Regions from separate parts of the Mus musculus genome. Here all the other regions are linked to region 3. The links are chromatin contacts, called in public ChIA-PET, HiChIP or PLAC-seq and promoter capture Hi-C maps. All regions are on one chromosome and are shown on one strand. Each heading gives the region's core, a stretch centred on a gene start, on an enhancer-like site or on the middle of the called end of the contact. The rest is flanking DNA. Distances are from core to core; before and after follow the strand shown.

The links. Promoter capture Hi-C pulls out the DNA fragments that hold promoters and counts their contacts. ChIA-PET counts read pairs in DNA pulled down with a chosen protein or histone mark. HiChIP or PLAC-seq counts read pairs in DNA pulled down with a chosen protein or histone mark.
Region 1: an RNA polymerase II ChIA-PET map of memory CD8 T cells shows a contact between it and region 3, with 11 read pairs. The contact joins the promoter of Lrrc63 here to the promoter of Tpt1 in region 3.
Region 2: an RNA polymerase II ChIA-PET map of memory CD8 T cells shows a contact between it and region 3, with 169 read pairs. The contact joins the enhancer-like site here to the promoter of Tpt1 in region 3. A contact is called at or near these places in 8 of 484 Hi-C or Micro-C datasets (B cells, CD4 T cells, CD8 T cells and 5 more) and 4 of 115 datasets of contacts at active chromatin or transcription factors (Th17 cells, bone marrow-derived macrophages, memory CD8 T cells and 1 more).
Region 4: an RNA polymerase II ChIA-PET map of memory CD8 T cells shows a contact between it and region 3, with 91 read pairs. The contact joins the promoter of Lrch1 here to the promoter of Tpt1 in region 3. A contact is called at or near these places in 3 of 115 datasets of contacts at active chromatin or transcription factors (embryonic stem cells, memory CD8 T cells and thymic regulatory T cells) and 1 of 9 other capture datasets (liver).
Region 5: a promoter capture Hi-C map of cranial neural crest shows a contact between it and region 3. The contact joins the enhancer-like site here to the promoter of Tpt1 in region 3. A contact is called at or near these places in 7 of 39 promoter capture datasets (the 3T3-L1 cell line, cranial neural crest, hippocampal neurons and 3 more), 4 of 115 datasets of contacts at active chromatin or transcription factors (astrocytes, embryonic forebrain, extraembryonic endoderm stem cells and 1 more) and 2 of 9 other capture datasets (liver and pancreatic islet).
Region 6: a contact with region 3 is called in an H3K27ac HiChIP or PLAC-seq map of differentiating embryonic stem cells, with 4 times the contacts expected there. The contact joins the enhancer-like site here to the promoter of Tpt1 in region 3. A contact is called at or near these places in 3 of 39 promoter capture datasets (embryonic stem cells, hippocampal neurons and pre-B cells), 1 of 484 Hi-C or Micro-C datasets (uterus), 9 of 115 datasets of contacts at active chromatin or transcription factors (astrocytes, differentiating embryonic stem cells, embryonic forebrain and 5 more) and 1 of 9 other capture datasets (liver).
Region 7: a contact with region 3 is called in an H3K27ac HiChIP or PLAC-seq map of microglia, with 4 times the contacts expected there. The contact joins the promoter of Rubcnl here to the promoter of Tpt1 in region 3. A contact is called at or near these places in 1 of 39 promoter capture datasets (pre-B cells), 1 of 484 Hi-C or Micro-C datasets (B cells), 1 of 115 datasets of contacts at active chromatin or transcription factors (microglia) and 1 of 9 other capture datasets (liver).

Annotation. Positions count from the first base shown.
Region 1 is chr14:75,128,936-75,132,713 of GRCm38.p6, forward strand. Lrrc63 (leucine rich repeat containing 63) reads right to left here and starts at 1,948. Exons shown (of 10, transcript NM_027581.1): 1 at 1,836-1,948; 2 at 530-699. The coding sequence starts at 653. It also overlaps a transcript of Lcp1 not described here.
Region 2 is chr14:75,176,567-75,180,473 of GRCm38.p6, forward strand. It overlaps Lcp1 (lymphocyte cytosolic protein 1), which reads left to right. Exons shown (of 17, transcript NM_008879.4): 2 at 249-367. Among named protein-coding and RNA genes, the nearest start is that of Gm15628, 41 kb to the left of the region's middle. Within about 2 kb of position 2,460, at least 161 of the 459 cell types and tissues checked have an H3K27ac peak or open chromatin away from gene starts, as enhancers often do. A contact at or near this core is called in B cells, CD8 T cells, LSK cells and 7 more, where this site is marked.
Region 3 is chr14:75,843,367-75,847,113 of GRCm38.p6, forward strand. It overlaps Tpt1 (tumor protein, translationally-controlled 1), which reads left to right and starts at 1,890. Exons shown (of 6, transcript NM_009429.3): 1 at 1,890-2,090; 2 at 2,251-2,324; 3 at 2,837-3,027; 4 at 3,328-3,433. The coding sequence starts at 2,063. It overlaps Gm4285 (predicted gene 4285), which reads right to left and starts at 1,598. Exons shown (of 3, transcript NR_045294.1): 1 at 1,408-1,598; 2 at 1,185-1,291; 3 at 1-616.
Region 4 is chr14:74,945,774-74,949,609 of GRCm38.p6, forward strand. It overlaps Lrch1 (leucine-rich repeats and calponin homology (CH) domain containing 1), which reads right to left and starts at 2,104. Exons shown (of 19, transcript NM_001252132.1): 1 at 1,611-2,104. The coding sequence starts at 1,887.
Region 5 is chr14:76,453,183-76,456,954 of GRCm38.p6, forward strand. All of the region lies in intron 1 of Tsc22d1 (TSC22 domain family, member 1), which reads left to right. Among named protein-coding and RNA genes, the nearest start is that of Tsc22d1, 39 kb to the left of the region's middle. Within about 2 kb of position 2,094, at least 21 of the 459 cell types and tissues checked have an H3K27ac peak or open chromatin away from gene starts, as enhancers often do.
Region 6 is chr14:76,476,934-76,481,163 of GRCm38.p6, forward strand. All of the region lies in intron 1 of Tsc22d1 (TSC22 domain family, member 1), which reads left to right. Among named protein-coding and RNA genes, the nearest start is that of 4930444M15Rik, 42 kb to the right of the region's middle. Within about 2 kb of position 1,883, at least 96 of the 459 cell types and tissues checked have an H3K27ac peak or open chromatin away from gene starts, as enhancers often do. A contact at or near this core is called in astrocytes, differentiating embryonic stem cells, embryonic stem cells and 4 more, where this site is marked.
Region 7 is chr14:75,014,361-75,018,136 of GRCm38.p6, forward strand. It overlaps Rubcnl (RUN and cysteine rich domain containing beclin 1 interacting protein like), which reads left to right and starts at 1,667. Exons shown (of 14, transcript NM_198642.2): 1 at 1,667-1,806.

The sequences.
Region 1 (3,778 bases), core at 698-3,197, 710 kb before region 3:
GAAGTTCGTCTGACATGATGTTCTCTGCTAAGCACATTACAGCTTTCTCTTGTTTAGACTGAGCTTCAACAATACACTTATGGATATCATAAACCAACAGATAAAAAAGAGGGGGCACAAAAAATTCAAAGAACCATGGAATTAAGTAGACCAGGAAAGGAACACGTGTTTATATTACAGGAGCTGAAACAGGAAGGCAGAGTCAATCCTGCGTCATCCAGGTGTGTACTGGGTTCATGCGTGTTGTGGAACTTGTATTTTCGCTTATCTAAACACACGTTCCCATGAACAGAAGAACTATTGATTTGGGGATTTTAGCAGTAAGTAAACTCATATTTGACAAGTCCACGAATGAGGATCAATCAATGAGCACACCTATAGAACTGATTCTTGGTTGTTGTCACCTTATGATAAACATTTTTCCGTATGGCTATTAGTAACTGTCTTTACTGAGATTGTAAATTAAGTAAAGCAAGGGATTTCTATGGAAAAAAAACACACCAAGGTTAATACACATATCTGTACATACCTGTATGTACTATACGAACTTTCTTTTTTAATAAAGGTACTTTAGGGAGCTTTGGAGGTAAGGGTCTTCGCAGAAGTAGTGGATGCTGCTGGGTTTTGAGTGAGCGATAAATGCTCTTTTTCATAGCTGCTGGTTAAGTGAGAACTGAACTTCCTGAGAACGAATCGTTACTGAAAAGAAGTGGTTATCACTTAGAAAATATCCTTACGGAAACCATTCTGAGTTGCTATGATACTGAGTTTAAGCAGGCTAGCATTGTAAGGAGGGGGGGGGGGGAAAGAGTAAAAAAAATCATTTAAAATTTATTTTTGAAGTACTTTTAAAATGGCATATTTTTAATACAGGCTTAAGCATGGAGCTTAAGAAAGACAGAGAGGCATTCAAAAAGTTTAACGTTTTCTTTCTGTACTGGATATTGAAACTCTGGTCTCATGCAAGGCCATATCACTGAGCCAAATCCCCCTGCTTTCCAATTTGCTTAAAATTAGAAGTTGGGAAATACATTTGTAAGCCCAACACTTGAAAGCCTGAGACAGGAGGGTCAGCCTGGGCTACACGGGGAAGGGTGGTTTCTTTTAAAAATTTAGATTAATAATTAATATAGATAAAACATATTCTATTATTAATCTAGACCTTGCTAACATTTCCCGTGTGAGTATGAAATTCAACCAGCCAACGCTATTTTCAGTCAGTAAATGGTGACCTCTCTCCCTGCAATATAGGCATTGGCATTTCATTCACTACCTCCCAAATATTATCAGTATAGACTTAGAAGGGATTTTGGAAAAAAAAAAAAAAAAGAAGGTAAAGGCCTCTGAAATCCCACAGTATCTAACCATACACAAACGGTTTTCTTGTATGGCGATGGCTTGTTTTAACTCTCAGCTGACTTAATTTGTCCATAATTATGCAACTCCAAAATAAGACAGGCTTTTTAATACAATGAGATGTTCCAGGATGGCGGGGAATCCCAGAGAATAGGGAAATAAGGACACCAGCTGTCCTCCGCCCCCCCCCCCACGCCCCACCGCCCAAAATAAGTCTTTGTTTTCAGGGCAACCTCAAAAGTGCCTGGCACAGTGCAGCTCCGCGGAATGCCCGGCAGGCAGGGAACCCTGGTGCGGTGCAGAAGAGCGGTTTACCCGCGAAAGGTAACTGCAGGCCAGCGCTCGCTCCTGATTTGTCGGCTGGTAGCGCGTGCCCGCCCGCCACAAGTTTCCTTTTCTAGTTGGTGGGGAGACCCCATCACCACCCCCCAGTCCCCAAGTGTCCAGCTCCTACGGACCCTGCCTTCAAGCACACAGACCAGATTTCCCACGTCCATCTCCTTTATCCCTGAGTCCTGGCTGCCAGTGACTGTCTAGCGAGGTCTCCAGTTAGGTCTAATTCCATGTTTGTGCTGGACGCAGCTCCTTTAGCAGCATCCCCAAGCCCTGCTACAGCCGAATTACGCTCATAGTAAGGACCACCAACTAGTCCCCGCCCCCCAACACTTCCCCACCCCCCCGCACCCGCACACCCCCCCCCCCCAGCTAGCCCGGTAAGAAGCGCAGGCGCACGAGGGTTGGGCACGTCGGGAACTAGGGGCGGGGCATTGAGCCCCGCCCATCTGCCCCGCCCACTCGATCCACCCACTGATTTCGCCACCTTAGGCCAGTGGCCCCTAATTCTGCTGCGGGCAGCGCAGGATGCCCGGAGGCTGAAGTGGTGGAGCCGGGAGGAGTGGCTCCACGTGTAGCTGTACGGAAGGCTGTGGTGACAATCGTTATTACTATTCTTACTCTTAAAACAGTGGCCACTATTATTTACTTACTTTTCTCCATGACTTGACACCGGTGTCTGGAGACTGGGTTGGCATTTTCTAATACGGCTACACTTTTGGGCAGCTGGCCACCGTTACTCATTTTGCAGTAAAACCCTTGTCTCCAAATCGCACGTTCTGTTTTCCTTCTTGTCTCTTGGGTGCAACCTGGTTTGTCTTTCTGTTTTTAAAGTTCTTGGTGGAAGTGGAACTGTGTGGGAACCGAGAGCTGTAAGGCAGTGAGTGGTTCCAAAGCTCTTTAAAAGGACACCCAGGTCTCACTGTCACGGTGGTTGGCTGTGATTACCGGTGTTGGTGCTGTCTCCATGTTCAGTGGTAGATATACCGCGCTTGTTTGCCTGTATGTGCTTGCTTCTCTGGAGATTTGAGAACGAAAACTGGAAAGAACCTATTACAGAGACGGGAAAATCCAACTGAGAATTCAAGTAAGGGGCACTTCCTTCCAGTCACCTCCCTTAAGTGTTTCTCTTCTTAAATAAGGGTGTGGGAATTTCAATAGCACCTTGGGAAATCAGAGACTTCTAGATTCGTTTACTAACCAAGTCTTCCTTTTTCTCCTAAGAGCAAGCATATATTTTGAACCAATGGGAAAATAATTAAAGATGAATCTGGGTAATGCTGTACAACTGTTGTCCTGTGGTGTGTTGGTTGGTGGTTTTGTTATGTAGATTACTTTGTTGTTTACTAGGTACCCTTTCCAAACCAGGGATTTTATTTCACTTTCGTCTGTGTTTGTTTTACATTGCTTGGTTTCCCTGAAAGACAGGAAGCAGACAGAAAGGCAAATCTGGTGGCCACGTTTGTCTCAAGTAATGTATATTGTTCATTATTTTGTAAACAGCAGAAATGTTTCTATTCTTAAGGATAAAGGTGTGGGCAGTCTATTCTTAAAAGCTGAGACCTACTGGAATTCAGTTTCAATGACAGATGTGTTTCAAATGTATGCTTAGCTTTGCATAGTCAAAAATCAAGGCAAGTGCATTTGTTAATTAAAAAAAAATGCTTTGTCATTCTTTGCAGGTTTCTTTTGGCAACTACCATGCCAGACCCAGGGCAGTTTAATATGTAACCTCAGCAGTTGTCAGTATTTTGTTTTCTATAACTATTGCTGTAACTATAGTTCCAACCATTTAGAGAAATGAAATAGTAATGAAAATTAAATCCCTGGTTTGATAAGTCTTCTACGCCCATGTCAGCTATTCTACCATACCTTACACATTTTCCATGGGAATGACAGAAGCATGGGATAAAATTGTGAAAGCCTACATTCCACTCAGTTCTGATTACTTTAGCACTTCTTGTATTTAATTTGTTATTTTTGAAAGTACGGCTACCTCACCTTCTCCTTCCTTCCTTCCTTCCTTCCTTCCTTCCTTCCTTCCTTCCTTCCTCCTCCTCCTCCTCCTTGTCTTCCTTCATCCTGTTTA
Region 2 (3,907 bases), core at 1,210-3,709, 670 kb before region 3:
AGGAAGCTGACCTTCGCTCCCTATCTGTGATCAGAAGGGCTTAAGTAGCCCAGGGCCTGCAGAGAGAGACCCAGGGTGGGAAGCAGAATGCTCCTAGAGAGGAGGAAGTGGAAGGTGGCTTCTAGATTTCACTGTGACCTGTTGTCAGGTGATTTTCAGGGGGAGGAGACATTAAAAAAAATGTTGAGTAAAATGTCCTTATAAAGACAAAATCTATTTCTTTCCTGCCTGGTGATTTGCCACTGCAGTTACTTCCTGCCTTGTGACCACACAGCCCTGCTTGACAAGGCTGCTCTGTAGATCTGAAGGACTGGGGTTTCTGACCACACAGCAGTGCTGCTGACACAGAGGACAGTTTCTCTACCAGGTAAACGTGTTTCTCGTCCCTTTGCTCGCTGGAAGTGTTTGGGACCTGGCTGGGGCTCTGCTGCTGGGTGCTGTGGGTTTTGTCTAGAAGGGGCTAAGCACCTGTCTTCTCAGCCCTGTGTGTCTTGCCTCCCTCTAACAGAGACCAGCAGCCACCTGGGGTGGCTGGGGGTGTGGGGGGTGTGGTGGGGGGAAATATGGGGGGGGAGTTTTTTGGCTTAGTTCTTGCCAAGTTCTCTGCATTTATCATCCCCCACCCCAAAACCTGAGTTACTTTTCCCCATCTTTAAAGCCAAGCCATGTTTTGATACCTGTCAGTTGGACTATTTTAGGAAGGCTATTTACTCTCATTTGGTCAACTTTAAGATGTTTTCGGGAAAGAGCGTATTGATCATTTAGACTGTGCTGCTAGTAATTCTAATGGAGGTGGTTTAATTTTAGCTTCTGTGGTTGTTTTTCCTTTTTTTTTTAAATCTTCCTTAGAGTCAGTTGGTGGATATGTTAACATCTTAGGTCGTATGTTACCAAGGGTGGCCTGGCAGTGTGAGTGATTTTTGACAATGAGGTTTTTAATGCCCATGTTTTCTGACTACACAAAATATGAGAGGTCTTCTCCATTCAGTCTCCAAAAAACAAGAGCAATTGTGTTGCTGGCTTCTGCTACTTCTTGTAGGGCTGTCTGGATTATTTGTTAAGGCTGAAGGCCATGCAAATGAATGTCTCTACATTTTGGAGGAAAGGTCCTGTCTACACAGGGAATTCTTTTAAGCGACTGAAGCATATAGCCTCGAAGTATTGTACCATCTCTCAGCTTGTATTCATTTAGAACTGTCAGTCAAGCCCAGGACTGATGTTACATATACACTGTCCTGCACACATGGTGAAAACCTGTGTTTCTAACTGTTGGAAACCACTCTAGCAGGACAACTTAAAACCAAAATCAGAAGCAAGACAAACAAACAAACAAACAACAACAACAACAAAAAACCAAAACAAGAAAAAGAAAAAAAAAGTGATGACTTGTCAACACACACCTTGAGGTCAAATTTACCAAGAATTTACTGTAATTGGCTTCTATTAAATGAACTTTTTAAAAAAGGATGTCTGCATAGCTAAATTTAAATGGAATTCACCACTTTTTTCTATGAAGAGTGAATTTCTGGAAGTTTTGGTGTCTGGCCATTAATCTTTCTTTACTTGCAGTACTCATCTGCCTGGCTGGTTTCAAGGCAAAAAGTAAAACTAACCCAAAAAACAGTGGGGTCTCCGGAGGAGAGGCTTAAGGTCCAGAAAATACTAGGGGGAAAAAAAACGTACTCCAAAGATTTTCATCAGAGATAGTAATAAGAATGTAATTTAAAAAAAAATGCTGTGAAGGCTTGTCAACATTTCCCCCTTACATTTGGGAAGGAATAACACTGAATATGGCAGAGTTAGTGCCAACCACGTTTGGCTTGCTGAAGCATCCACCTGCCATGCCTGCCTACAGAGCACAGCGTCTTACTCATGGTAGCAGCACGAGGGAGGGAGGGCTCTTCCGGACCTCAGGTTCTACGGTGGCAGTTTGCAGTGGTCTCTGATGACATTTCGTTAGCAGTCCCTGTCTGGCAGGAGTGTTTTAAACTTCGTCTCCTTTGTATGTTGTACCTTGCAACAGTCAGGACTGTTAGATTAAAAAGGATCCCAGTGTTTTAACCTGATTGATACTTCTACCTCAGAACCGTTTGGAGAAGGGTGGCCCGCGCGTGTGTTTAAACTAGAACAGGAAGGGGACCTGTGCAGGGCCTCAGAGATGCGCATGCTCAGGCCGCTCAAATGTAGAACCCTGTACTGTATCGACCTGGGGGGCGGAGGGGGGGGGCGGAGTGGTAAGAAGGAAAATGTTAGTGTGTATTCTGGCTGTGCACGTCCAACTCTTTTTTTTTAGAATGTTTCATCTGAACTTAATCGAGTTTGTGGATATGGAATGTGTAAAGCTGGAGAGCCGACTGCCACCAATGCGGTTACTTTTAAGTGCTTAGTTTGTGTAACCACATGACTTCCTGGAATCCTCTCCAGTGCCTTGAGCTATCGGGAGTGAGCTGAAGTTACCTAAGGTCCAAGGGCACAAGGGTCAGGGTGGGGCAGGAGTTGGTCTGGATTTCGGGTGCCCCGGGACTGTGCTGGCTGCAGGGTCCGCCTTCCGTGGAGCATGCTGGGAGAAGCTATCATCCTGGAGACACATCGAAAAGCCTAATGTGTGTGTGTGTGTGTGTGTGTGTGTGTGTGTGTGAAGGAGAAGAGAGAGAGCAGAGACAGAGAGAGTGTGTGTGTACAGGTGTTCAAGACAGAGAAAGGAAAAAAATCGCCAGACACCCCAAAGGAGTTTGATATTCATAAATAGGTTCCTTGGCACATTTCATGTAACGGTGGGATGATTCATTAACAGTTTTGCTAAGAATTTTTGGTGCCTTCACGCATTTGCCTCAGCCCACTTCCTCAGCCTTCTTTCATGCCACTTCCTTCTTGTTGAACCTCTCCCCTCCCCCTCCCACGTCTTACCAACCCACGTTCTGGTTCTGGGCGCCGCGCTAGACCGCAAGCCACCAGAAAGTTCCATGCTGTTTCACTCTTTCTCGCTGTTTCTTCAATGATCTTCCCCCTGAATTGTCTGACTTTTCAAGGGCCTCTTGGAAAGGCAGGTCCTCAGCTTGCTTCCTCCACTGACTGAAGTTTGCCTAAGGCTTTGCCTTCAGGTCAGCGTTGCATCTTCTTAATATTTTCCCCCCTGTCCTGTCGCACATATAGAGCGGAGTTCCCTCTCTCCGCCGGCGCACAGGGCTGCTGAAGATATTGACTGGAATGAATAGTTGTCACTTTTTTTTTTTTTTTTAATGAATTCGTTACATAACAGGAAGGCCTCCGATTTCACTTCCTACTTTCATGCTCCCTGAGTCCTTGTGGCGACTGCTCTGAGGGGACACGTGGCAGTCATTGTCCTCAGAGCTTGCTCCCCTCCTTTTCCAAGGCTCCAGTCTTCATTTGAGCCTCACAGCGCCAAATGGACAACGGCTTCGGGAAATATAAGAAATGATACGGTAACTGTAGACTTCAGAAATAAATGACACCAGTCCATCATTGTATTTTAAATGCAGTTACAGGCATACTACCCAGCAATCCTTACATAAGCTGAATTCCCCAGATAGGCCTTTGTTTATGAAGTGAACGCAAGTACACATGTTAGGAACATTACTTAATCACTCTGTATTCTTAGAAAATTCTCAAGTCGCCTTTTCCTTTTTTTTTTTTTTTTTTCACCTGAGGACTGCAGGCCCCTCTGCACATATAGGGGATGTACCAATCAAATCTCAAAATAAAGCTAAATCAGAAAATTAAGAGATTTCCTCATTTAGCTCATGTTTGAGAAGAGCTGAAAAGCTTTATAAAGTCATTGGACTTTATGACTAATGGTAGATGTTATAGCAGGATGATACTGTTTAGATTAATGTAAATTTTCTCCCCGGGAATTTTTTTTGATAGGGGGGTGGAGGGGGGGTGTTTC
Region 3 (3,747 bases), core at 640-3,139:
TTTCTCACTATTAATGGTATTCTGAGATAAGAATGGTTGGCTCACACCTGTAATCCTAGCCCTATTGAAGCTAAGGCAGGAGAATTTTGATTTCCAGGCCTGTCTGGCCTCCGAAATCAGTTCAAGACTGGTTTGGGCTATGCAAGCAGAGGAGGTGAGAGGAGAGGTTAACTGAACAAAAGGCTTTTGGACCTGACAGTAATAACTTCAGGAATATTATGAAAAAAAATCGGGAATTGCATACATATCCCACATATTATTTATCACCTGTTAAGTATGTCAGCCTCTCACTCATCTTATTAAATTCACAGAAATTCCATTTCATACTAAAGCTCAAAGAGGGTGAACTTCCTGAGATCGTGGGACTGGTAACACAGACAAGATGCCAGCACTGCTTAGCTTCAAATCTTCAGCTCTCTTTCACCATGGTTTTGTTTTTTTTTTTGTTTTTTTTTTTTGTTTTTTTTTGTTTTTTAATTCTTCAATGAGCCGGACGGTGGTGGTGCACATCTTTAATCCCAGCACTTGGGAGGCAGAGGCAGGCGGATTTCTGAGTTCAAGGCCAGTCTGGTCTATAAAGTGAGTTCCAGGACAGCCAGGACTATACAGAGAAACCCTGTCTCGAAAAAACAAAAACAAAAAAAAATTTTTAATGATGTTAAAAAAATACATTTGGGCATAAAACTGGAGAAAATAACAGAAAAATCCAAAAAGAATATGTTTGGGGATCTATGTAAATGAGCATTTTTGAATAATTTGAAAATGAATACCTGGGATGTGCAAATAAGATTCACATAACTCAGAAATAACTGAGTTTTGAGACTGCTAAGTCATAGCCCCTCGGTTCTATGTCTACGTTTTCTGATGTCCTTCACTTTTTTACTGTTACCCCGTGTCCTTTAGAGTATCTAGGAAAGCAGCAGACCACCGCATCTTAAGTGGACGGTTTTTCTTCTGCTCTTTGGCTAGAGTTTTATTCCTGAATGGTTTACTCTGTGCTTGTAACACTTTGTTAGTGTGAACTGCCTTCTCCTTTGACATACTAACCTAACCTTCTGTCCGAGGGCAGGCAGGGCTGGCTATGTCCTTCTTAAGCGAGAAAATTGCAACACTAGGGTTACAACGGACTATAACCAAATCTGGAAGGGAAGAAACTGTGATTTCATCCTGCCATACATGTTTACCTGAACGGTGGGTCTCGGAAGTTGTATGTTGTACTTCGTGGTGGATGCGAAAGCCCTTCAAGTGACCCGGGCAAGTGGGAAGCTCCTTATTTTGGGTCTGTTTAGTCCTGCATCGCCAGGAATAAAAGGGATAAAAGTGACAATACAGAACTGTCCTAACAAAGGACACCGTTTGCGACCAAGAGCAGAACAGGCCAGCGAAGAGCTGTCCGGCCAGACCCACCGCAGGCTTTCACTTTCGGAACCCACTAGAGGACCAGTCCCCAGGACATCTCCCTCCGCGAGCAAAACCGGTGCAGTCTGTGGGCAGCCAAGGACCGGAGGTCGGAGACCCGGGACACCAGCCCGGCGCCATCCCCGTAGTCCCCGCAGGCTCAGCGGCGCGCCCGACAACAGTCATCCGATTCTGCTGACATTTTCTTTCCGAGAAAGGGGTGGGAACTGAAGCGGCGTGGCGGGAGGCGGGGCGCAGTCACACCCTGGCCACGCCCGGGCGGCGACTCAAGCGTCCGGCCATCGGTCGGCCGCAAGTCCCTTCCCGTCCCAGCATGCCCCGGGCGCACTATCCGCACACCGCCCCCGTTGCCCCGCGCACCCAGGGGCACTCCGCATTGTGTCCCAGCAGAGTCCCCGGATGCCCTCCCGGGGCCGGCCGGGCGTAGCCACGCCCCCGCACCGCCCTGCGTTCACGTCACCGCTGACGACAGTTCCGGGGGAGCCGCGGACGGTGACGTAGCCGAGCGTGCCCTCTATATGAGGTTGGGGAGCGCCCGCGTCGGCCTTTTCCGCCCGCTCCCCCCTCCCCCCGCGCGCCGCTCCGGCTGCACCGCGCTCGCTTCCGCGCTGTCAGGCTAGCGCCGCCGTCCCCAGCCGTCACCATGATCATCTACCGGGACCTCATCAGCCGTAAGTCCCGGCGCCCGCGGGCCTGGGTGCGGGTGGGCACCGGGGAGGCCGGGGACACGAGCGCAGAGCTTGGGCCGGGAGCCGCCGCGTGCGCCGAGCCCGGCGCGGGAAATGGCGGGCCTTCGCTCGCTCACGGGCGGCTCTCTCTGTTCGCTTTCAGATGACGAGCTGTTCTCCGACATCTACAAGATCCGGGAGATCGCGGACGGGCTGTGCCTGGAGGTGGAGGGCAAGGTGAGCGGGGCGCCGCGCGCGGGGAGGCTGGCCGCCTGCCTGCCGGGTCGGCCGAGCCGGGCCGGGCTGGGCTGGGCGCCGCGGGGAGGCCGCTGGAACTCGTGCAATCCTCGCTGCCGCCTCCAGGCGGAGGAGACGCTCTTGCGGACCTTGGGTTTTTCTAGAAAAGTGGAGGCGGAGCCGAGCCTGGAAATAGGTCCGCGAACTCAGCGCCATCCTCTTTCCGGGCGAACGGGGACATATTGTCTATAAGACAGGTTTGCGCTGTGCGCGCTTAACCCGTGGCGACTCGAGAGAGGCCACAGCAACTTGGTTCCGCTTGATGAGAGTGACCACCTCTCTCAGTCCGGGCAGCGACTATTTGGGGGGAGGTTAAGATGTTTCAGGGAGCTGACTGATCGTTGCCGGACCTTTTTTTTTTTTTCTCTTTTTTTCTTTTTTTTTTTTTTTTTTTGCCCCTTCGACTAAGTTGTATTGTCTTTTTGTTTTGTTTTGTTTTCTTCTAAATGTAGATGGTCAGTAGAACAGAGGGTGCCATCGATGACTCGCTCATCGGTGGAAATGCTTCCGCTGAAGGTCCGGAGGGCGAAGGTACCGAAAGCACAGTAGTCACCGGTGTTGACATTGTCATGAACCATCACTTACAAGAAACCAGCTTCACAAAAGAGGCTTACAAAAAGTACATCAAAGACTACATGAAATCGTAAGTGACATAAACACCCCGTTTTGGTGGTCAGCTTCCTAGAAGAAGTTGGTTGCTTAGGTAGGAAGGGCTTAAGAAAGGAGGGTCTTTTGTTATACAGTGAAGGTTGATTTTCAATAATGTGAGCAAGCCGGTAGAAAGTTACTTTAAAGGTAATATAGGAATTACATTCTTTTAAATGGTTTCTTGTCACCTAGTAAACTATCATTTTGCTAGAAGACATTACCTATTGGAGCTTATATTCTTACTTTACTGAAAGATTATTCAGTATTTTGATGACCTGTTACTTTACTGTTTTAGACTCAAAGGCAAACTTGAAGAGCAGAAACCAGAAAGAGTAAAGCCTTTTATGACTGGAGCTGCAGAGCAGATTAAGCACATCCTTGCTAATTTCAATAACTACCAGGTAAATGGACCAAAGGGTTGTATAATAACTGTGGGATCCGAAAAAGTCTGTTTGCTGTCTCGTACATGGCTCTGGCTGTCCTGGAACACCCTTAGACCCAGTTACCTCAGCCTTCTGAGATGAAAGTCTCAGCCCATTTTGTGTAGCACCACACCAGGCAAGGAGCTGGTATTAAAATGATAGGCATTGCTTTCTTTTCATTGAGACTGTTATCTGTAGACCAGACTAGCCTTGAACCCAGAGGTCTACCTGCCAGTGCCTCTTAATTGCTGGGATTAAAGGTGTGTGCCAACATGGCTAGCATATGTGTTATT
Region 4 (3,836 bases), core at 854-3,353, 900 kb before region 3:
ACACAGAGAGAACAGGAAGGAAGGACCCTTTCCACACAGTGTCAACTCACAGAGGCGGTAACTGAAAGATGAACACCTCCCTCCACTACTTTTAAAGCAATGGTATTCTCAAAGACATGCCAGCACAGCACACATGCCAACTCTACCCAACCTTGGGAGGAATCATGAGTAATACTGAAGTGTTGGAATAACTCTAAGCCTGCTACTGAATAGCGCGAACACGTTAGCATGGGGCATTCTGATTCTCCATTCTGCAGTACACAGCCATTCTAACTATGGCAGATGGGAAGGAAAACATGGGGTGACTTTTTAAGGTTAATGATTCAGGCGACTCTTAGAATAACTTCTACTTGAGAAGCTGTAACTATGAGGTCCTATCAAGAGCCTCTCCAGCTGTTGAAAACTGAGTTCTGGAATTTCCCCTCTGCTTACCCATTCCTGACAATCCTTAAACCCAAATATCACCGTTTAATGACTCCAGAGGAGTGCTTCTAGCCTCCAATGGACTCAGAACTCCATCTAAATTTTCAATTGGTCTCCTGATTAAATGTTTATGGAATTAACCAGAAACCTAGCCTCCGAAAGCCACAGCTGGCTCCCCTGCCCCGCCCCCTAGTCTTCCTTTATAAGTAGCTGAAGGACCCCATCTGAAAGCCAAGCCATTCAGAAGCCTAAGAGACCTGATGCAAGTCGGAAGAGACAACGACAGTCGTGAGGTCTAGGCAATGGCACAAAAGTGGGGCACCCACTGCCCTGGGAAACGCTAGGCGCTCGCTGGGGTACAAATCGTCCCGCAAAGAACAGAACAGGATATGGTCGGAAACTTAAGTCAGATCTGCACGGATTCCCAAGGCCCCAACCCTCTTCCACCACCCTCCTTCCTGTTTATGGGTCCACTCCCACAACTCCGACTACTAAAGGGAAAGCAGACATCTCCAAAATATGTCAACACATGACACAACTTGAAGAAGCAGGCTGCTCTGTGGCGCGGGTTACAACTTGCCGGGCTCACACTGGCAAACAGGCTCACTTTAATTACTTTTCATTTACTATGCCACGCTTCCCCTCCAGGGCCCCCGCAAAGACCGGGGTTAGTGAGAACCGGGGAGCCCCGGTGGAGGGAACCAAAATGTGTGGGCGGAGAGCCAGACACCAGCCTCTGCTCGCACAGGCGCAGAACCAAGGTTGGCACCGCCTCTCTGGCTGCAGCAAGCCACGGTCGCGCGGCGCGGAGGCCGGGGCCCCGACACTACGCGGAGAGGACAGGGCTAGCCGACGGCCGGCCACCTTTGTCTGGCCTTCCCCACCCACCAGGACGCAGAATGCTTCCATGTAGAGGTCCACGACTTGGTTCGTGTTCTGGACTTGCTCGCGGTCGCCCGAGATGCCCCCACTTCCCGCGCGCCAGGAACAGCTCCTAGGCGCATCCCTGCGCTCCTGCACCACGGTCGCAGGTCGCCGGGGCCAGGAGGACCACCGTGCCCGCTACAACCACCGTGCTCGTTGCAGAACCCGCTCCTGCCGAGCCAATCTAGTAACACATTCGGGCCCGGCGGGAAGGAGCGACAGCCCGGCTCGCACACGCGTGGCCAGCCCCGGCCTTGTCTCACCTGCCCGAACCGTGTCCGAGAGGTCATGTCCCGGGGCCGTAGTCCTGGGAAACTCCTTCAGCTTCCTGGCGCTCAGGTTCAAGCCCCCAGAGTTGGCCGCCTCCTCCAGCGCGCGCTCCAAACCACGGTTCAAGGGCAGGTTGAAGCCGGTGCCGCCGGTGCCTCCGTGGTGCTGGTGGTGTTGGTGGTGTTGGTGGTGCTGGTGGAGATGCGGGTGCAGGGCGGTTACCGAGAGAGCGGGCGCGAAAGCTTGGGGTTCGCTTCCCGGCGTCGCCATCTTCTCCCGGTCCCCCGCCCCGCCGCTCCTGCGCGGGGTCACAGGTTTCCCCGGCGGTCCCGAGTCCCCGCAGCGCTCCCTCGAAAGCCGCGGGACTGCGGGAGGGGCGGCAAGCGGCGCAGAGGTGGAGGCAGCAGTTCGATCGCCAAGGTTTCCAGCCGGGGGAGCCAAGGGCTGCGGCGGCGGCAGCGACGGCAGCGGTGGCGCGCCTGTGTCTGCTCGTGCTCGCGCCCCCGCCCGCCGCTCCTCCTCCGCAGCTTGTTGGCGCTCCACCCCCGAAGCTGGCTGGAACTGGATGCACATTCTGGGTGACTTTCTCTCCAGCCCGACCCCTTGTAGTTTACACATCTGCGGGCCAGGGTATTTTGTCGGTTTCGTTTTTGTCTTCTGGGATTTTTTTTAAGCCGTTTATGAAAACCCAGGCGAGGCGGGAGACAAGATTTGGAATACAAGGTCACAGGGAGGAGAGTGGTTCTGGTTGATTGATCCAGAGTTGCCCCCAAAAGCAGTTTTTCCACTGTGGGTTTACCCTCACGGACGCCCCCTGGCATTTAGGTGCTTACCATACAAAATCTCTCACTAAATCCAGGAAATCTGTGAGTGGAAAAATTGCTTCCTTCAGCGAGAGGAAGTTAAAGCGAGCCGCGATCACCCCTGCAGAATTCGAACACGCAGCCCACAGTCACCAAAATTTTGCACCTTCACTACAGACCACAGGAACAAGAAAGACTTCAGGGCAAATAGACAAATCTATAGAGGAAGGGCTTTGAGAAAGGGTAATTTTTATGATAAAATACCCAAATTATTACTCCAAGCGTTAGAACGCCAAAGACCTAGTGATCACAAAGGTCATATCTTAAACCTAAGCCTAGGTACTATGAAATGTTCCGGGTGCGCCACCTTCTTATTCATGTGAGGCATGGGAACTGAACTGTCTGATTGCAAACAAATCTTCTGCCATGGGTTGACCTACAGTGGGCGCCTGAGCCAGGCCTTGCACCCCATGGAAGAGCCAGAGGACCTGTGTCACCTAAAGCCACCCAGCTGGAAGACTGATAAAGCCTCCATTCCCTTCCCACACCTTAACAGCCTGGGACCCAAAGCTTGATAGTCTCTATGGAGTGACTCGGCTTGGAGAAATGAGGCTGGAGTGAAGTATGGACATGATACAACTTTATCATACATACTACAGTAATGCAGATCTGTGATAGTCTAGGCAGCCGCGTGGACCTAATGACTTCTTGGGCTCAGCACTAAGTATGACATGATCTATGTCACTTGCATGGACTTCGCTACAGGGCTACCCCTTAATTCCTGAGATTCCAGGCTGAGAGCAAATCCTACTTATTCCGGAAGAAACAGGCGCCACCTAGTGGTGTGCCGCCCTCACCCCCCACCACCTTCCTCCTCTCTGGCTCCACTTCCTTCAAGTCTCTATGATTTCATAAACTGTGCCTTAAGCTTAGTTTTGTTTTCACCCTGTTCTGTAGGCGGTCTCTTCGATCTGTTGCTTCCTTTGTGGTGTAGAAGCATTTTCATTTCATTCAATCTTGCTTGACAGTTTTTGTAATCATTTCCTGTGAGCTTAGGGCTCTTTTCAGAGAATCCTTCCCAATTCCTGCATCATGGAGGGTTTTTTCCTGTTTTCCTTTGACCATTTAAGGTTTTTGAGTGTTATATTAAGTGCTTTGATCCATTTTGAATTGATCTTTGGGCAGGGCAAGATACAGAGATCCAGTTTAATTCTTCCACATGCAGAATCTAGCTTTCCCAGCGCGATGTGCCAGAGACCTTCTTTTCTCTGGTGTGTGCTTTGGGTACCTAGTGAGGTAGCCTTAGGTGCAGCTGCACTGATTCATTCCTGAATCTTCTGCTCCTTTGAGTTACGTGGTTTTGTGGCAACACCATGCTGTGTTTCTTCCTGCAGTTCTGTGATACTTAGAATCTTC
Region 5 (3,772 bases), core at 844-3,343, 610 kb after region 3:
ATTTTGCATTCTTTGCCAGCTGTGGCTACCGGTTCTGTCACTTGGCGTCATCCCCAGCATCTGGCAGCGCCAGTGTCTGCGTCTGTCTGCTCACAGTGGCTCACGGTGGCTCACGGTGGCTCACGGTGGCTCTTCATTGTTTTAATCTGCAGGTCCCCAGTCCACGTCGCACTCTGTCAGAGTCTTGTTCTCTTGTCTCTTTGGCGAGCTATCCATAACTGCTACCCATCTAAAAGTCATTTTCTCAGTGGCACTGAAGTCCCAGTCCAACGCCGGGTCCTTACCAGATGGCCTTCCTTTCATGGCTTGACCTTTCATTCACCCAGTGGTGCCTGGGAGAAGAGAAAGGTTTCATTTTAATGAGCTGTGCCTCTCTAATATGCCATGAGTTTGGTAGTTATTATACAAAACAAAAATCAATAACAACAAGAAAAAACTAATCTCCACAGCCCCCTGTATTGCTTTCAATAAAGTTTTAACGGTTGAGTTTACATTGACGTCTGTGATCTATTTGGAACGGAAAAGTGAGGCGAGTGAGCAGGGTTTTCTTCTTTTCTTGCGGTTCTTCTCTTCCTGCTGTATCCCACCCAGTTGTTCCCAGCACCGGGTGTTGAGAGACTGTTTCCCCCTCTGTCCGAGGTCTCTAAGCTTAGCTGATCTTCACACCTCTTCTCTCAGTGTCTTTTCTCATCAGCCTCTACCCCGGATGGGCATCACCCTGCCTCAGCCGCTCCCATGGCCTTTGCTCTTCATGCCTGCCTCCTGCTTAAACCCAATTTTAAAAAAGTGTTTATTTTTGTACAATGACAAGCCCCATGATTTGGCCTTCCAGCTGGCTTGCTTAAGACACGATGTCTTACTCCCTCTTGTCATAGGGGATTTCTGTGACTGGGAGGTCCCCTACTCCCCTTTTAGAGCTCAGCTACATTTCCTCATGTTAGAAGTACCTTTGGTTTGTCATCATATGTACCATCCAGTTCTCCTTAACCCCCATCCTTTGTGGATGGGCTCCTCCGTTGGGATTTTTCTCTATTTAAAAGTACATATTCTGTGTACTGCCCGACTTCCTGAGGCCCATGATGTTGTCGGTCTTATCATTGCTTCTCATTGTATCTAATATATCTAATACACTTAGCTTGAAGGTAGTTTAAAAGTGTGTGTGTGTGTGTGTGTGTGAGAGAGAGAGAGAGAGAGAGAGAGAGAGAGAGAGAGCGCTTGTCTATATGTACACCATGAATATGTAGTTAACTTGTGGAGTCCAGAAGAGGGCTTCAGATCCCTAGGGCCTGGAGTGACAGGTGGTTGTGAACTGCCCCTGTGGGTGCTGGGAACTGGGTTGTCTCCAAGGACAGCAAGTGCTCTTCACCATTGGGCCATCTCTCCAGCTTGAAAGAATTCTCTTTTAAAATGGAAGTAACCAGAGCCGTGACTCCCCTAAGCTCCTTCATTTCTCTAGTTAGTGATAAAAGCAGTATCAGTGGGTTTTTGTTGTTGTTGTTTTTTAAGTGTGTGCATGCTTTGTGTGTGTGTGTGTGTGTGTGTGTGTGTGTGTGTGTGTGTGTGATCTGAATGTTTTCCCTTTCAGGCTTGGTGGCACCTCAAGAAAGGGATTGGCACTTTTCCATTTTTCATGTGTTCGAAAGCTGAAGAAAGTGGACTTGTGGGGAAGTGCCCAGAGTAGGCTTGGCGGGCTTGGCGGCAGTGTGGGAACAGGAAACTGGGATGGCTGTTCCTGAAAAGCCTTGTGCATTCAGGGGGAGCTTGGGAATGCCACAAACCTGCCTAGATTCTGTCCATGCCTCTCACTGCCTCATTTCTGTTTGCAGGGCGCCACTCCTGCCCCCCCCACCCCCCCCACCCCCCCCCCCGGGGTGAGAGAGGCCTTTTGATTGTTCCTGCAGAAGTGGGGAGTACTGGGCAGCGTCATCAGCTCTTACCTTTGTAGTGTTCCTAAACTTAACTCTTTGGCGCCTTTATATTATAGGAGGGCCTTCTTGCTAGGAAACTGTGCGATAAACCGTTGGTAGTCTCACATTTATGTAGCCTTTGGGATAAATGTATCATTCCAGCCTCTTGGCAGTCATTAGGAGTGAGTCATGGTTTTGAAATCATCTACATTGTAGGTCTTTGTTGTTCTTCTTGCTTGAATTGTCTTACCCAGTGGGGATGTTTTGTGACAGTTGTGAGTTTAATGTGTGGGCCACCCCTCACAACTGACGAATGCCAAAATACATATCTAGAGCACAAACTATTCCAAGTAATAACAGCGCCTGCGGGGTGCCCCCTGCAGAGCACAGAGCAGGCTGGAGTCTAGTACTCTGCCGCGCTCAGGCACTGGCAAGTTTATTTTGGGAAAAGATGATCTCTAGAATTGGTTAACAGGACCCTGGGCCTCTCCAGCTTGCTTGACAACTTTGAAGTATTTTTTTTTTCTTCTTGATAAAGTTAGAGATGTGTTTATTTTTGCGCTGAAGAAAACTTCCGTGCAAAATAGCTTATTACATGTTTCCTAAAATTTCTAATCCTAAAAGCAGTAACTTTTCCCTAAGTACTTGTAACGGAAACATCATAAGTGGATACTTCCCCAAATATGAAGTTCACCATCTGAGCGTTCTGTCAGTGGCAAATAAGCTTGGCTTATTTTCCCCCATGGAAAATGTGATTGTAATACTATCAGACTTATTTTTTCATCAGTACTTTAAACGATCATAATAACAGTCCTGTGGAGATAATGTAGTTTTAAAACACTGCTTGGTTCCCACTTCCCGTATCCCGTATGTGCTAATAACAACTAGCAATCCCTTCCTGGATGTTGGGGATCTAGCCGATACAATGTATGCACATTTTCTAATGTATGCACATTTTCTAATTAGCATCCCTTTCCAATCGGGTCAGCGCCCTGCCCTAGTAGGTGGATTAGGTGGGTGGTACATCAGCTTCCGGTTTAGATTGTCCTCTCCCCACTCAGCTGAAAAGGTCAGGTCACTGCAAAGATTGTGTCCCCTGAATTGTGTAGCTTGGGAACTCTACTAAAAATGAATGGGTTCATATACATTTAAACTGAAATTTCCAGTGGAAAGCTAGGTGCTATTATTGGCTCCACTTTGGGTATCACCTTCAGGTTTTCAGAGAACCAGATTTGTATCCTGGATTGATTTTTATTATTATTATTATTATTACTTTTCTCTGTGAGTCAAGAGTTTTGCCCCCCACTCCTTTTTTTTAAATGCTCACCACTCATCCTGTGCAGATGTGAGGTCTTTCCCACGTCATTCTGACGTCTCAGTACAACGCACCAAATAACGATGGGTGATTTTTCTAAACACCCATCCCTGTTTAACAGGCTTTAATGAAAAGTTTTTCTGAATGAATCTAAGGTGAGTTTGATTTAGCACTCATGGCTTTGGTAGCTCAGTTCACACAGTTGAGCAGTCCTAGGAGGTGGCACATTGCCTCAGGGATCTGAGGCTTTAACATCGCCTGGCTTGTGCCTCTGCTTCCCAGGGATCTTACCGCGTGAATTTTCTCTGCTCTGACTTCAGTTTTCCCTTGCTCCCAATTTGAAAATTATAAGTGTCTGTCATTTTAAGAAACTCCTAGCCTGGTGAGAGCACAGTGGCTTACGGCGCCTGCCAGCAAGCCTGAAGACCCGAGTTCGATCCCTGGAGCACACACATGGTAGGAGAGACAGTGCCTGGAAGTTGCCCTCTGACCTTCAAATACAAACACAAATAAAGGTTAAAAACATTTTTTTGTTTGTTTAAAAGAAATA
Region 6 (4,230 bases), core at 633-3,132, 630 kb after region 3:
TGGTGTGGGGAGCGGGGGCAAAGGCAGGCTTGGAGGACGGCCACCATTGTATACATGAAGCCTGTACTGTGATCTAGAGATAAGAGCGTTGTGAGTACTAACTGTGGCTCTAGTAAGGGATGAACTGGCTCCCCACCCCCACTCCCCCACACACTGGTTTTTACCTGGGGAGGCAGTTGGCTGCTGTCCTCTTGGAGGTTGGCATTAAGTCCAGTTCAGCCATTTTGTTTTCTTTTTCTTAGTTAGGAAATCTTTTTTTTTTTTAATTATCTATTTATTTTGTTGTAGCTTATCAAAAGACCCTCACTCACAAAGACCACAGAAATTGCCATCGTTGCAAAACGCATGAGGAATTTACTTATCCAACAGGTTGGGGAACCCCCTCTCAGCACGCAGGCTGGAGGAGAGACCCAGAACAAAGAAAGGACACACTTTTTATAACTCTGTAAGGGCCAGATATAGGCACCAGTTTAGTCTGGCTTATTTTAATTGGTGTAGCCAATAACCTTTTTAGATACTGGTTGGTTTGTGGAGGGTGACTCTCATTTTGTCTGTCCTTGAGGTTTTTAGTATGAGGCGGGACAAAGGAATTGTTAATCTTGTTTTGGAAGCTTAGTAATTTTGACCGTTAAAACTATGTTTCTATATTTGTTTAGTCAGCCAGCTTTTTTATCTGACTCTGTACTTGGCCTGCTAGTACAGTTTGGAAAGTCCTTTTGAAGGGGGAAGGTACTGGGTAGTCTTGAATTTATTTTGGATATTACAATTTCATATATATGAGTACACTGTAGCTGTATAAATGGTTGTGATCCTTCATATGGCTGTTGGGAATTGAAATTTTAGGTCAACCCCACTTGCTCTGGTTGCTATGGCCCAAAGACTTATTATTTATTATTATACATAAGTACACTGTAGCTGTCTTCAGACACACCAGAAGAGGGTGTCAGATCTTATTGTGGGTGGTTGTGAGCCACCATGTAGTTGCTGAGATTTGAACTCAGGATCTTCAGAAGAGCAGTCAGTGCTCTTACCCACTGAGCCATCTCGCCAGCCCTAGTTAGGAAATCTTAAGAGCTACTTTAAAAATACTTGGAGGACTGGATGGCGATGGTGACAAGAGGAGTCTTTTGCTTCAGTTGGCAGATAAATTACATGAGATTCTTTCTAAAGCCTAGCGTGACGGTACAAGGTCATGAGCAAGTCCAGCAGCTTGGAAGCAGGGGCAGGGGGATAGGGAGATGTGAACAGTTTGTTCTCCATAGAGTTCCCAACCAGCAAGTGCCATCCAGTGAGACCTTCCCTCCCTCTTTCCTCCTCCTCTCCCTCCCTCCCTTTCTCCCCTCCCCCCCTTTTTTTGTTAAAGGCAGGCTCTCTCACTGTCTAGCTCTCCTTGCTATGTAGACCAGGCTGGCCTCAAATTACAGAGCTCCACCTGCCTCTAAACCCCTAGCACTTTGACTAAAGGTGTGTGCTACCACACCCAGAGTAAGACTTTAGAAAGAAAGAAAGGAAGGAAGGAAGGGAGGGAGGGAGGGAGGGAGGGAGGGAGGGAGGGAGGGAGAGAGAGAGAGAGAGAGAGAGAGAGAGAGAGAGAGAGAGAGAGAGAAAGAGAAAGAGAAAGAGAAAGAGAAAGAGAGAAAAGAAATTGAGTTGAATAGCACAGTTAGCTCTTAACTTTGATACCAGAGCTTAAACCATTTTGAATTATTAATACCATACTCGGAGGGTAACTGTGGCTCCTCATGTTTTCGTTCTTAAGACCCGGTGCTTAGATGTTTGCTGTGTGTGTGTGGGTAAGAGGGAAAGAGACACAGATATACCATTGTATGCCATTGGTGCTGAGGGGCTGAGGGGCTGAAGGGCCGGACAGGAAGGTGGGGGGAGACTCTGACTCAGCATGAGGAATGCTGACTCATCCTGAGGAATGCTGGCTCACAACGGGAGAGAGAAGCCTTTCTCTGGAGATTTGGAGATAGTCAGTTTTCCAGTTTCCTTCAGATGGAATTGTAGAGCAGAAAAAAAAAGTAATGATCTCCCTGCTTCTCGCCTACAAGTTTTGTTTTGTTGTTTGTGAAGAACAAAACAGAACAAAGGAAAACACTTCGCCAAAAGATGGAATCCTTATCTGAAAAAAAAGACGTTTGGAACAGATTCTCCATTTTTGTCTCTGTAGCTTTTGTCCATCCTGTCCAGGTTTAATAACTAAATCCTTGGAAGCAGGAAGTACATTAGCACTGTTCTAAGAGTTTGTCAGTCCCTTAGGCCGTAGGATTATTTCCTCCCCAAGGTGGACACGCAGACTGTTATAGGAACCCGGAAAGGACCAGACCCAGGGCCATCGGAAGCTCTGTGGATCGCACTGAGCCACATTCACAAGGAGTTTCTGTAACCTGGCAGCCCATGTTCTCACAAGAGCCACGGCTAACCCTCAGCGTCAAAGGAGGCTGTGTTTCCCCAAAGGCTACTGCTTTCTGAAAAATCCATGACTGCAGCAGGTACTCGGAAAAAGTCAATGGTTTTTTCTGTCTTTTATTCGCTATTTTAGACCAGGCTCTTTTGTGGCAGTTTGTTATCAAGAAGTAATGAGTAGATTCTTCTGAGAGTTTGGACTCATTGCAGTCTAATTATGAAATAGTAAAGATTGTATAGGAATTCTCCTTCATAGGGTAAAATTGGTCCAGTGGTGCTGTTGGTGGGCAGTGGAGTTGCCGTGTTGTGTTCATTAAGCATAGGTGGTGGCTATTGTAACTAAGAGGGGATGAGACCCCAAGTTTATTCCACTATCTACGGGAGCAATTCTGCTCATGTCTAAAGAGAAACTTTAGTTTTGATTCCAAATGATTTCACTAAATAAAACATTAATAACAACCAGTTGAATGAATGCTAGTGGACCTCTCCACTAATATTTAATGTTTTAGAATGGATATGTTATCTTGATTACTGTTTTTTAATATCTAGTATATTTTAGTACATTTAGCTCGGAGGTTGTAATTCTGCATGTGTTCCACAAGGTGGCAGGCTTGTATGTTTGTAGGTTCCCTTTGGTTCCGTGCAGAGCAAGCTCGTGGTTATGCAGAAATCAAAGTTTTTCTGTTAAATGTTAACTGTTTTATATAGCAGAGCTTTACAGTTTAACTTTTATGATGGAATGCTCTCTGAGCCTCATCCCAGGCTTTCCTGGTGTCTTAAACGGTACAATGTAGTGTGGTTGTTATCAGGAAACCCTCTAGATAGCAGTGACTGCGTAGACTAAGGACTAAGATGGAGCAGTGAGGGGTGGAAGGGAAGGGATAGAGGCCCTGGCAAGGGCATGCACCTGGGCAGTTAAACGCTGCCTGATTCCATCTTGCTTTTTTTTTTTTTTTCCTTTATTTGCGTTAGTTTTCCTATTAATAATGCCAAGTGCTGGTCTCTAGTCTAGTGTGATAGAACATGGCTGCTTTCTGCAAAATTAAATAGCACACAGTGGCAGGCCAGCCCTGCCTTCTCTCAGGGGTTTTGTCATATCGGTTGAGGGGAGGAAGGCACTGTGACGTCTTGAGTTTTATTTATCACAGGCCACTGTGGCAAGGTGACACACCGTGGTGCTGGGAGAGGCGTCCTGTAGATGTAAGGTCTCATCTAAAGTATGCTAAGGGGTCTTTCCTGCAGTCCTTGAGCCTCTCGTGTGTAGACAGTTTGTTTGGAGGAGATGACACGGAGTACGGGGGTGGCTCACACTGAGTTTGGCTGTTCAAAGCAGTTTGTGGTTCTGGTGACACAGCATTGGGTAAGTCGTCTGTCTCCTGGACCAGAACATTAGTGTTCATCAAAGCTTCGCTCTTCCCTGCTTCCGGGTCTGTGGTGGTTTTGTGAGTCTGTACGGTAGCCAAGTTGTCTACTGACGTTGTTCCTGCCATTAGTTATTTGCATGTTTTTCCAGTCTTAATGTAATTTATAGGTGCTGGAGAGATGGCTCAGCGGTTAAGAGCCCTGACTGCTCTTCCAGAGGTCCTGAGTTCAATTCCCAGCAACCACATTGTGGCTCACAACCATCTGTAATGGGATCTGATGCCCTCTTCTGCTGTGTCTGAAGACAGTGACAGTGTACTCATACATAAAATAAGTAATTCTTTAAAAAAATAAAGGTAATACATAGAATTCACTGGCCCAAGATTAAGATCCTATCTGTGGTTTCATGAGCGCTGAGAGAGCAGTGGCTAAGGTACTGATGATTCAAGGCAGCCCTCT
Region 7 (3,776 bases), core at 417-2,916, 830 kb before region 3:
CAAGTTGACACAAAACTAGCCAGTACAGATGGATTTCAATCGTGGGAGGTCAGAATGGCAGGTTCCATCCATCTGTTGGAGTGGGTGGTGGAGGCAAAGTCTTGTTCACATAGGAGCAGAGCAGGAAGCAGAAAGTTGTGGGATTGGGGCTGGGCTATAAACATGAAAGTCCCACTTTTAGTGACCTACTTCCACCAGCTCAGCTCTACTCCTAAAGGTTCCAGGGTCTCCCAAAATATCACCAGCTATTGGGGAACAATCTTAAAAACAAACAAACAAAACCTGTAGGGGACATCTCAGATTCAAACTTTCAGATTTCTTTATTATTTACTATATATAAGGAAGCCCAGTTCATATACTGTAGCTGTCTTCAGACACACCAGAAGAGGACATCAGATCTCATTACAGATGGCTGTGAGCCACCATGTGGTTGTGGGATTCGAACTCAGGACCTCTGAAAGAGCAGTCAGTGCTTTTAACTGATGAGCCATCTCTCCAGGCCCCAGATTCAAACTTTAATGTGCTCAGCATGACATTCACTGTAAGATTCTTTCTCCATGTCCTGTGCTCTGATTTCTCTCCTTTTAGATATTCCTGAATCAAGTTTCTCACATAGTCCCCTTTTCATAATTTGTCGGCTTATTTGATGCTTCATAGAAATTGGATATAAGGGCTGTCGAGAAGGTCCTGAGTTCAAATCCCAACAACCACATGGTGGCTCACAACCATCCGTAATGAGATCTGACACCCTCTTATGGAGTATCTGAGGATAGCTACAGTGTACTTATATATAATAAATAAATAAATCTTAAAAAAAAAGAAAGAAATTGGATATAAGATCTCCTGCCAGATACACCTACCTTAACAAGTCTGACTGTGCTATCTAGCTATGGGACCTCAGATGAGTTATACAACACTGTAAGCCACATATCCCTTAGCTTTGAAACAGATGATTTGTTTCCATCAGGGGTGGCTTCAAGGATACTTAAACAGAAAAGGAAGCAAGCTCAGCAGCCGAGCAACAGCATTAGCACTAACTTGCACTGTTTGTCTATTAACTTGTCTTGAAATAGTCTTGCCATGTAGCTTTTGTTGGCATCAAAGTTTCAATCCTTCTGCTTCCACACCAGCTCCTCTTTCTGACCTTTTAATGTCAGGTTTTCCCAGAGGGTGGTCAGATAACTCAGGATCTTTCCAGGTCTAACCCAGTGTAACCCCCAAGTAAACCGGCCACACGGGAAGGGGAAGACAATGATGGACAGCTAGTATTCAGCTGACTTTGTCTTATTGTTTTCTAACTTACTCCGAAGAGGCAACAACTAGTTAAGTTTAAACCATCCAAACTAGGATGCCCCAGGGACTGAAGGTGTTTCAGAGATGTTAAACAAATAATCCAAAATATCATTGTATTTGCTCCACGACCTGGACAAGTCAATGAACAAAACCAAGGGACCGTCAAAAGCGATGGAAGTAGGTTTTGAGAACGGAGCCCTGTAGGCGAAGCAGGGATCCATTTCCCAATTTTAGCAGAGATGACTTGGGATGCTGGAGCTGTGTGCAGGATTAAGAGTCCCAGTTCTTTCCCCAAAGAGCACCGTGCGCCACCTAGAGGAGCTGAGGGCAGTTGCACGTTCGAAGTCGAGAGAACTTCGGTTTCTATTGGTGAAAACTTTCTGTATTCGTTGGCAGCTTCTCTCTGCACCATCAGAACCTCGGAGCTGTTGGCACACGGAGGAGGTGATCCGAACCTGTCGCTGCCACGGGGCAAGGTGGCTATTTGGTGGATAAAACGGCCAGGAGGCGTAGGTAAGTCGCGGTCCCCGCGAGGTTCTCTGACTTGAGCTCCTACACATCCGAGTTGGGAGGTGGGGGGAGCCGCAGCTTGGGAGTTGGGGGCGGGGAGCTCATTTGTGCCAAGTTTGTTTTTCGTGTTTATTACACCCAGGGTTGGCGGGTCGGTGGCGTCCGAGGGCAGAGTGTGTCCGTGAGGCGTGGGTCTAAAGGCGCCCACTCGGGAGCGCGTCCCCGTGTCTCCGCGTTCTCGCAGTCTCAGGCTTCGCTTTCCCCGAGCTTTTCAGATCACGAGTGTCGCGGGCGGAGGGAAGCAAAGATAACTGGCGTCCCCGCAGCGTCCTGGCTGCATCCCTGTCCTAGCTGCCTGTCCTCAAGGCAGTGACCCCTGAAGGTGTCCTGAAGCAGCGCTGGCGAGCCCTACTGGCCTGCCTGCAGGAAGCAAGGCACAGTGCAGATGAGAAGCCCTGGGCTAGGGAGAGATGACTTAGGGTGACCCATGTTCCTGGAGGCGCTCAGGACAGTGTCATGGTTGCTTGGGAGCTGTGGGAAGTTGTCTCTGGAGAGAAGAGGACTTTTGCGGTGTGACTTTACAAAACAAGGGCCAGGAGAGGTAGCCAGGCATCCTCATTGCGGCAGGACAGAGACGAACCCAGGCGGTCCCCTGGCTCTTCTCAGTTCCTCAAAGGCATGAACCTTGAGAACCCCATCCTCATATCCAACTGCCCTGGACTTGTCAAGGTAGCTGAAAAACGTTTCGCCAATGTAAGCAAGCACACTCCACCTGAAGTCCGTCTACCTGCTGACCTGGAATTGAAGCAATTCCCTGACCCGGTGAGGGATTTGCCCGTGGAAGAGAGAATGCTTGAAAAGGGATATTACTCTAAATGAGAACGAAGGCTCAGAAAACAAAATCAAACAAACCAAAACCAAGCAAACAAAACAATATACCTCCCCATGTATTCTGGAGGTGCCCCTATGGCAAGTTACACTGCCAAGTGCTAGATCTTCAGTTGAAGTTGTGGTTCGAGAGAGCAAAGGTTTGGGGCCCAGTTAGTAAACTTGGGATTTCTTAGACAAGTCCCAAGTCCAAATAGTCGTCAAGGCACCTCCATGACCCCAGTTCCCTTGGTGAGAGGGGAGAACACAGGTTCCGTTCCCCTGAGAGTTAGAAAGATTAATGAACTGAAGGGACAGAGGTATCCTGGGAAAGCCTTACGTGTGGCCTTTACAAGAAAGTGACCAGCACTGTGGCCACAGCTCCTGTCTGCAGTGGCCAGCAGATGCTCCATGCAAGCTTGGTCTTTTCATAATTCCGTGTGGCAAGGGTCAAAGCACGTCTGTTTCTTCATTCCCCCCACCCCCAGCTCTCAGTTCCTCTTTGCCGTGCCACCTGACCCTGCTCCTCAAAATCTTTTATTATTAGATAATAGGAACTGTGTTGCCTGCAGTGGTGGTGCACACCTTTAATCCCAGCACTTGGGAGGCAGAGGCAGGCGGATTTCTGAGTTCGAGGCCAGCCTGGTCTACAACGTGAGTTCCAGGACAGCCAGGGCTATGCAGAGAAACCCTGTATCAAAAAAAAAAAAAAAAAAAAAAAAAAAAAAAAAAAAAAACCGACAATAACAACAAAAAGGAACTGTGTCTTCTCATTCATTTCTTCAGAATCTGTATAGAGTTGAGGAAGGGGTACGAGGAACGTTGATGGAATTTGAGTTTTACAGAACGAAGGCTTAGACACGATGAGTTTCGTTCTGTAATCTTGCATGATTTTAAAATTAGATTTATTTTATTTTATGTATTCGTGTTTTGTCTGCATGTATGTCTGTGTACCATGTGTGTGTCTGGTGCCTAAGGAGATCACAAGAAGGCCTCAGATCCTCCAGCGATAGATGACTGTGCGCCACCAGGTGGGTGCCAGGACTTGAACTTGTGACCTCTGCAAGAACAACACATGCTCTTAACTACTGAACCATTTCTCCAGC